Regions from separate parts of the Drosophila melanogaster genome. Here region 2 is linked to region 1. Evidence: chromatin contacts called from public Hi-C data. All regions are on one chromosome and are shown on one strand. The core of a region is the stretch at or near the end of the contact, and the rest is flanking DNA. Distances in the headings are between cores, read along the strand shown. Region 1 holds the start of Nuak (Nuak family kinase). Region 2 holds the start of jumu (jumeau).

The links. Hi-C and Micro-C count contacts between places; a contact is called where the count stands out from the background.
Region 2: a Hi-C map of the Kc167 cell line shows a contact between it and region 1, with 5 times the contacts expected there. The contact joins the promoter of jumu here to the promoter of Nuak in region 1. A contact is called at or near these places in 22 of 107 Hi-C or Micro-C datasets (the D17-c3 cell line, the Kc167 cell line, the ML-DmBG3-c2 cell line and 8 more) and 3 of 6 datasets of contacts at active chromatin or transcription factors (the Kc167 cell line and the S2 cell line).

The regions. Positions count from the first base shown.
Region 1 is chr3R:10,262,483-10,267,227 of dm6, reverse strand. Nuak (Nuak family kinase) reads right to left here and starts at 2,922. Exons shown (of 14, transcript NM_001382102.1): 1 at 2,350-2,922. pont (pontin) reads right to left here. Exons shown (of 3, transcript NM_144351.4): 1 at 4,069-4,745; 2 at 3,813-4,011; 3 at 3,329-3,751. The coding sequence ends at 3,397.
Region 2 is chr3R:10,347,902-10,352,646 of dm6, reverse strand. jumu (jumeau) reads right to left here and starts at 2,465. Exons shown (of 3, transcript NM_079578.3): 1 at 2,060-2,465. The coding sequence starts at 2,119. It overlaps CG31406, which reads right to left and starts at 3,886. Exons shown (of 5, transcript NM_169341.3): 1 at 3,530-3,886; 2 at 3,165-3,467; 3 at 3,040-3,102; 4 at 2,908-2,979; 5 at 2,637-2,851. The coding sequence starts at 3,727. The coding sequence ends at 2,738.

The sequences.
Region 1 (4,745 bases), core at 1,673-4,172:
GTCATAGTTGCCTCTACAGACGCTCAAACACACACACACACAAGCACACGGTGCAGATGCTGTGCGCGGCGTCTGTGTTGGTGACCATACAATTTTTTGTGTGGTCCGCCTCTTTGTGTGGGTGGCGCTTGCAAGGCTGCTTGCTGCACATTCACAAAGGCCCGAAAGCAGCGGCCAAAGCAGAACGCAGCTGTTGCTTTTGTTTGACAGACCAACAAAATGTTTTTTAGAAAACCGCTGCCACTGCCGCAACCACGCCCACCCACCCTAGAGCGTCCACGCACAGTGGGAACAACCTTGCGAAGGGCAAAGAATTATAAGAGAGCATAAAGCTGAAATGGAAAATACAGAGCCACATCCACGGAGGTGACTTCTAGGAAATTTCACACTAAGAGGTTTCAAACCAATTAAAAGCCTTTAATAGATGATCGTAGAAATCTAAAAGCATGGCTCTGCGTTTCCGCTACAGAAGTACTACTGTACTAGTGGGCTTTGCAATGAAATGCAAAAATGTCGATGCAGCAGCGGCAGCAACTGACAATAAATAACTAAGAGCGGAGGATATGACGTTAAGTAGCTTAGCGTAGTAAAGTGAACACTCAAAAAACTCAACACTAAACTATCAACAACCAAAGAGTATTGAATATATAATATACAACATATTGGTACTTACATAAATACTTAATCTTTGCATCAAAGCGCATCGGTGCTAGTAAAAATTCGAACAATCAAAGCATTGTTATTGAAAAAACCCATTTTATAACACCATGCTCAATTAAATGCAATGCTCGGCTTAAAAGTTTATCAAAAATAGAGTATTCGTTTGGCTGCAACAAGGTAACGTCGACTACTATGTATATTTCACCGCGCAGTTGACTTCATAAACTAATTGCAAGCAAATGGACAACATAAATTTGCCTTATAGCCAAAGTCAGTTCCAAAAAGAAAAATAAATCGTTACCAAAAGCAAAGGCGCAGAAACAACAAAGGAACTGCGGTGAAATATAGTTGTTGTTTTGTTGGCTGTTTGCTGCCGTCTACAAAACGTACATAATTGTTGTTGTAGTTCATTAACGTCAACACCGACACGCTCAAGTCGTTTTTCTGCTGTATTTTGCGTGTGTATTTGTATTGGCCTTTTTGGCCGGCATAAAATATTTTTGAAATAAGACGCGGCGGAACTGAAATATTGTGCTGTTCACAGGGTGATGTTTATGCACTTTATGGAAATAATTGTTTGCAAATGTAAAATATAATTGCTGTAACAGTAAAATAAACGTACATATATCTAAACGTTTCGTATTAATAAAATGATAATACATTTTGTTGTACTCCGTTCACCGTATCGAAACACCACTGTGTTACTAAATTACATAAAAGCCAATCAGACTCGAACCAGTTAACGGATCTTCCGCAGTGTAGGGCCAAAAACAGCGGGCGTGGATTGAAATTTGGCAACGATCGCGTGAGCAGGAGTAAGTGAGAGAGAGCATAAGTGAGAAAGAGATACTGGATGGTGGGCGAATTCGCTCCACGGAAAAAAATTAATTTTTGAAAGCAAATATTTAAGTAAGCACATTTTACAACGATATTATAATAAAATACTTAATATTAACTATACATACTTAACGAATATGATTTATACCAAAATAAAGTCTTTTAATTTAAATTGATAAATTTCTTCTTGTGTAAGTGCGCCGCCACCGGCGTCCCATAAAATGTGTTGTTTATGCGTTATGTTTTTGGCCAACTGCGGCGACCAATTTTCGCCCGCAAGATTTTCACATTAAAAATGGCTCGGCAAAAACAAATTAAGAAAGAAGTATGCGAAAATGATCGCTCGGCGCAGCTGCAAATGCGGCTGCTTCTTCTTCCCGTTCTGATCAGAGCGCGAGGGAGTTCATCGCTTCGTCTCTTTTGTTTGTTGCTTTTCATTTGTGTGGCGTGAAATTCTTATTTGATTTATGACCAGCTGTGGGTGCAAAAGAGACAGACAGCCGCTCAACTGGTGTACGCACAGAAATCAAATCACAACGCATGCTGGCAATTAATTATCAAGTCTCATAATCACCATTCATAAATAAAACAAACACACACGCACACGCTAGTGTGTTCCCATAAGAATACTTTCGCTTTCTATTCGGAGTCTCAAAAGAGAGACACAAAAAAAATACCGAAATTATGTAATTCTCTCGTTCGTGCTACTTAAATAATAATAACAGTTAAAGCCGGAAAAAATAAGTACAAATAAGTGTGACGCGCACCCACACAGCACTAATTTTCTGATTGGGAGGTGCGGCCTCCAGACCCATACACACACACACACGTACACGCATTACACGCACTTACCTTTTGTTGTTTTTCCTTCTTTTTTATTATTGTATTTTCGTTTGTTTGCCTTCGCTCTCTTTCGCTCTCCTAGCTGCCGCTGTGTTGTTGTTGCTGCTGCTGCTTGTGCTGCTTCTTCAACATTGGTTCATTCATGCAATAGATCCCAAATGTTTCCATTTTACCTTGATCCTGCCATCAGGATTGCATTTATTTCCGCCAAAACGGGTTGCCTGGCTTTGTTCACACACAAATAAGCTCGAAACACACACATGTGCGTTAAATAGTGGCTAATTGCGCGGAATAGCAACAACAAATCGCGACTTTTATTATGATTTCACATTCTTTCGGAAAACCACAAACGCACTCACACTTACACACACACACGCACGCCAAGTGCAGTTGCCGGCGTTGTTGGAGCGAGCGAGAGGCAAGATGCAAGACGCGAGGGGAACGGGCCGAAAAAGAAGAAGACGCCCACGCCGCGAATCGAATCGTTAAATATACTATTCACTGCATGCACTTCAGCGGAGCTCCCTGGCTATTTATTTTGGGGCAGTGCGCAGCTCGACGCTCGTTGAGTAACTGAACTCACCACCAATTGGAATTCTTGGCCAAACAACGCGAGCAGCTGATGTCGCATGGTGGGAAAATGAGGGTGGCGCGAGTGGAAGTTGCCATATCGCTGCGATCACAAGCAGCAAATATGGAAGATTAAGCGGAAAACGAAAGACAAAATAATTACAATCAAACAACCGAATTATAAAAAGAAAATGGTTAGTCCTCCGAGTTCGTTTAAATATGCTTATCTACGTATCAATTAAAAAAACCGTTGAAAGAAATTCACGATTCGCCCTAATCTAGCTAAGACACCAACCAAAAATTTCCGATTTACTTTCAGTTGAAGTGTGTACACACTTTTCTTGTCGATGTTTGAAGCGCCATTGAAATGATCATTTGAATGTTTTCAAATTACCACATCATTACAATAAATTAAATTGCTTATTATTTGATTTTTACTGGGAAATCCGTGCAAATGGAATTACAATTCAGCTTGAATCGTCAAACTTACAACATAAACTTATTGTTCTTTTCGGACAAATGCTTCGAGGAGCGCTTGGCGTCAAGGAAGAGCGAGTGCACATCCTCGATATCATCCTTGCTGATCTGGTTGCGTCCGTTCACCTTGCACATCTGATGAGCCGGGGTCAGCAGCTGGACGGCGTAGCGCAGCGTGGAGCTGGTTCCAATCTCGCTGAGACGTGTAAATGCGTTCTCCTCCAGCTGCAGTCCCTCGGTCTGGGCGCGCAACTTGATTATCTGCTCCATGTCGGCAGTGGAGTAGAGTAGTGTGCGGATGATCAGCAAACGATCGAGCAGATCTAGCGGAATTCCGTGCGGCGAAACTATGTCGGTGGTGCCACTGGAAAGAGGTAACTCTTATTAATAATGCGAATAGGTTTTACGAGCTAAGTATTTCTAACCGAATAACACAGCGTCCACGATTGGTGGCAAAAATCACAATTGGTGCAATGGGAGATTCCAGGGACTTGTGTAGGTAGGTGAAGGTCTCCAAATCAAGCATGTGAATTTCATCGATGAAGAGAACTCCGGGAACCAGCTCGGCTATGCCCTGGTCAATGTACTTGTTTACCACCTTGTTGATCTCCATGCGTAGTTTGTCTGCTCATCAAATGGTATTTTAGTAAATTTGAATGGGAAGAAAATTACACAACTAACCAGTGATTTCAGTTTTCTTCGGCTTCATAAGCTGGCCCATCATGGAGAGCACATCCTGGCCGCCCTGTGGACGAGCATTGGCCACATCCAGATCGTGCAGAGTAACATCCTGGATAACCTCCTTCTTCTTGTGGACATCGCCCTTGGGCAGCGGCACATACTCCTCGGTTTCGAGATCAAACTCAGTGGCAAAGGTGTCACTGCGACCCTGACGCTTTACGGCACCACTGTTGGCCTCTATGTAGATGACATCGCCCACCTCCACCTTTTCCTTTTGCAAGGCATCAAAGATGCTGGGATCCAGCTTGAGCTGCTTGGTTCCCTTGGCTGTTTTCAAGCCGATGACGACATTGCTGATAGTCTTGCCATAGCCACCCATAGGATTCTCGGTTTCCACGGGCGTGAGTTCCGTAACCTCGCCCTCGTACACCTCTTTGGTCTCACGAATGCGCAGACCAATGGAGCGCCGGAAATTCTCCATTAGCACCTCGGTCTTCTTGATCTCATTGCTGAATACCTCCGATCCGACCATGGGACAGAAGGGCACTTTGTTACCCAGCTCCTGGGCAATGGCCAGAGCAATGGCGGTTTTGCCCGTGCCTGGTGGCCCAGCCAGCAGAAGCGCTCGTCCGGCCATCTTTTTCGATTTGATGAGGTCCACCACAATGCCGGCTGCC
Region 2 (4,745 bases), core at 1,216-3,715, 86 kb before region 1:
GCATTTCTTCAAAATGCAAATGACATGTGGACACATAATAAGTTGTATTTAAATTAGTCTATATCTTACTTTGCATAGTTTCAAGTATCTTTTTGGTATTACACGATTTAGGCGCTCTGAAGTTTTATATGGGTAATAGCAACTGCCCCCAGACTAGTGTTTGTACCAATATGTGTATGGGTGTGTGTGCGCTGGGGCCGTGAGAAAATCTATGCGGCATACAGCTGGGCGCTCATATTCGGCAGCAGAGCGAAATGCAGACAAGTGGCAGTCCTCCCACAATCCTTGTGCGCCCATCTCTTTCCCACCTACTGCGCATTTTGGGGTAGGTGTGCCGCCACCCACTGAAATCGCCCCATTTGAAAGGCCCCAGTGGAAAGCGCGTTGAACTTTGAAGTTGTTCTTTGTTGGCTTTTTGCTTTGATTTTTGTTTCACTAATTTCTTTCTTTGCTGCCATGTTGCTGCAACAAAGGTTGCCGAAACCTCGGAGACGAAAGAGAACAGTGCGAAAGAGATGGAGAAGGTGGGAGAAAAGCTTTTGATGTGGGAATTATTGTCGACTGTTGCTTTTTGGTTTTCTTTTGTTCTCGCACTTACACAAGCGTACAAGATGAAACGATTTATTTTGTTTGCTTTTCTTTGTTCCCCTTCGCACACGCACACGCTTACTGGGAATTCGCAACACTTGTAGATTGTGCGTGCGTGCGTGTGTGGAGTTTTGCATGTTGCAAGTAACAGGCGCACGTGTTTTCCCAAGTCCGTTCGTTTGATTTTCTATTGAAAATGTGCAAACTTTGCTGGAGGTCAGTTCCTCTGACGGACTGACAATTTAGGCGGTCAGTTTAGCCCAAACTTCAAAGCCATACCCCCACTTTCTGGCCCAAAATCATTAGCCACTTGGTTGGACTGTGACTAAAACAGATGAAAACCGAGAGATTCGAGGTGAACGCTTGGCCTTCAAAAAGTTTAAAACGCAAAAGCCGAAGAAGAGGCCACCAGACGAAAAACTCAGCGAACCGGCGGAGAAACACACTAAAGTACTCAGCGCATATTGGCGGCCAAGGAAATAGGACTGCAAATTTATTAACCTGTGCTAAACTGTAGAATGTGATAACGTAACTCTACAGTGAATACTCGACCAGAGAAACTCTCTAACATTATACAAGTAAATTTATGCCGAAGAAATAATCCTTTTAGTTAAAAAAAAATCTTTGGTACCTTCTCCTCTCATACTGTGTTATATTATAGAGTTACTCTTTGAAAATGAAGATAAGAAATTCTTAAACCTTATAAATTGCAAGAAATAATATATTATAAGGTGTGCTATTGTTTCATCCGCCGCTGTGTGTGACAGAAAATAAATAAGCCAAATAATTGCGAATGGCTACAACAAAAGAAAGACTTGTGCTGTGTGCGCCAAAGTAAAATACTCCAAGTGTCTTAATAATACAAGTAGAATAATACAGGCAATCCCCTCCCGTGAAAAGTGAATTGATGTCCACAATTAAGTGCAAATAACAGTCGCTTAACAGAGGTGAATTCTGCGGCTAGCCGAGTTAGTAACCCCCAAAATAAACAGCAGACTTCCTCAAACGCAATGGTACTATACTTCCATTATTTTTTATCGGCGCTCCGCTGTTCCGGTTGTAATTAATCATCAATTTTTTGGGCGAAAAAGAAATTTTTCAAAGTTTAACGATCAAATGTAAACACAGACACACACACACACAAACGTTAAACGCGGCGAGGGCGAATTGGCGAGTCAACAACACAGCTTTGGAGCGAGCGAGGCGGGGAATATTTGGCCGCAGGGGCGAGCGAGATGGCGAGTGGAACCAAAGTTTCGCCGCCAAACTGTTCTTGGTGGTGGGTTTTGCTCTTCATGTCGGTATGGGAACAGTTGGGGTGTGGGGAACGTGGAGACCGAACGTTAAATTCAAAAATTGCGCCTGTCTGTGTCTCGGCACATGCGAGTGTATGGGTGCGTGTGGCCGGCCGGCGAAATGTTCGCGAAAAGTTATTATTCTCGCTTAGCTCGCCTTTTTTGTTTCAACTCACCGCATATTTGCTGAAGAATCCCTCATGTATGCCGCTCGAATAATCCTCTAGTTCGAACATGTTGAATCTTTTATGTTTTTAGCATGCACTTTGTTTTGATCGATGTTTCCGCCTGGCGAAGATTTCACCGGAATATCGTCCGCCTCTCTGCTTCTTACTGCCAATTCCAATTAACGGTTCTATTTCGAAACAGCGCACAAAAAATATATTCAGTCTCAACACCGTTGTTCCTTGGCAATCCAAGCCGTGATCTCTGCACTTTTCAAATTCTACTTCCAGCAAAAGGACATGGCGCTCGCGCTCAATATATCGCAGTTATCAGGAGCGCACAACACCGGTCTCGTATTCGAAGTCGCGGAGCAATGATAAAATAAACCCGCCCGGTCAGAATTCGAACGAAAAATGAGAGCGCCCGAGACTGGAGTGACCGTACCTCCGTTTTTGGAAAACGTTGACAATACACGGCACCGCAACCAGTGGCAGGTTGGGAGCTCGGGTAACCATTTAGCCGGGAAACGAACCCTGCGTGTAACGGCTTTTTAAAAGGTAACCTCACTGTTCGGCATTCTTTGTTATTAGGTATTCTTAATTATTTATATTTATATTTTTGCTTATAAAAGCAACTAAAATCAATTTTGAACTTTAAAAACAAAAACAATTAACGCAACGTGATACAAATTATTCGGCTTGATGTTCGATGTGATCTTTTCCAGCTTTTTGAATGTCATTACACTTTTTGGACTTGTGCTCCCTTGTCGACTTCTTTAGGCTTGGTTTCATATTTGGATTTGCCTAAAATTGGAATTTTATAAATACTAATATTATTAGTATCTGTATCTTCATTTTACATTATCGTTTGTCGCTGCTTCTGGAGTTTTGGAAGCCAGTAGTTTTTTATCCTTCTTTAATGTGCTTGTTTTCTAAATATATTATATATTTTATAATATTTTAATATATGCATATCTTTTGATATTTCTTACTTCATTTTCATTCGAATTTTGTGCCTGCAGTTGCTTCCCATCCTTCCTTTTTGTTCCTGTTTTCTAAATATTTTATATTTTGTAATGTTTGAACAAATATTTTTATATCTTTGGATATTTCTTACTTCATTTTCGATAGATTCTTGTGCGTCTAGAAGATTTGCAGCCACCTTGACACACTGACGTGCAGCCGGAAGTTTCTTCACATTTTTCTTGGGCACAGGAGGTCCTTCTTCATTCATTTCATTAGATGCTTGTTCCTCCAAAAGATTTGCAGCCGCGTCGGCGCACGGAAGTGCAGCCTGCAGTTTCTTAACATTCTTCTTGGGTGCAGGAGTTTCTTTGGACCTCGCTGCTTCTGTATTTTGGACTGTGGAACTCAATTTGGAATCCAGTTGCTTTCCATCCTTCCTTTGGGTTCCTGTGTTCTAAATATTTTATATTTTGTAATGTTTGAACAAATATTTATATATCTTTGGATATTTCTTACTTCATTTTCGTTAGGTTCTTGTGCGTCTAGAAGATTTGCAGCCACCTTGACACACTGACGTGCAGTCGGCAATTTCTTAACATTCTTCTTGGGCACAGGAGGTCCTTTGGTCCTCGAAGATTCTGCTAGGATGTTCTGGTCAGATAAGGTCAGCACTTGGTTCTGCTTCTTCGTAGCTGCACTGCGAGTAACCACCATTTTCGGTTCAAAGCTAACGTAGAAAATTCAAAAAATCAAGATAATGGAAATTTGGTGTAGATTCAAGCGAAGTGCAATAAGATGTGGGAATTTCAGTAAAAAGGTAAATAGGTTATTTGGTTAGTGGCGCGACACTAGACAACCAGGCTACTTCCAAACACGAAGTCACAAATTTAAAAATATCTGAAATATTTTTCCCAAAGATATATAACCACTTAATAAACTTATAATAACCACTTAAGTTCAGTCGCAGGAAATAAAGCCCTTAGCTTGCAGTTCATTTATTAAAAATTATAATATTATATATTATAATTATAAAAATTATATATATATATATAGTGACGTATTTGGGTGGTCCAAACCAGCCACTTCCATTATTTCAAAGAAATCAGTAATGCACTCTAGTAATTTTCCATAACGTATCCCAGCTGCGCAGCATTCGTTTATCTTTGGCAGCGCAGCCGTTCTTGTAAACATCCTAAAGCCTGACCTAAGCAGATTTGACTGCCCTCTTTCAACGCTACCTAATCTTAAGAACCCAAGAGCGAGGCTCTCCCGAAATACAAATATTGTTCAAATACTGAGGCTTCTCCTCAATCCAATTTGCATTTGATTTTTAGTCTTAAGCTGAGATCCAAAGAATAAAGTCGTGAAACTATTTCTCCTAAAACTATTTTTTATTTCTTGGCGTTGTCCTTAGTCAACTGACGGGACATTAGTTCGACTCATAAATAAAACAACAATTTTACTGGCGCAGTCGGTAGGATACAAAAGTATCCGAAAAAAAAAGAACCTTCGAGTGGAAAATAAGTTAAATTTTATAGTCCAGTGCTCGAAACATCTCCCAAAATAAATTCGTGAAAACTCTTCAACTTGGATTATAATTCCAATTCGGTTATCCAATAATAAGTGGAAGTGAAATACGAAACAAAAATATTAAGTCCAAAGGCAACTAAGTTTTAAAACCAACATATAAAAATAAAAAATTAAAACAATATAGAATTTTAATAATACAACA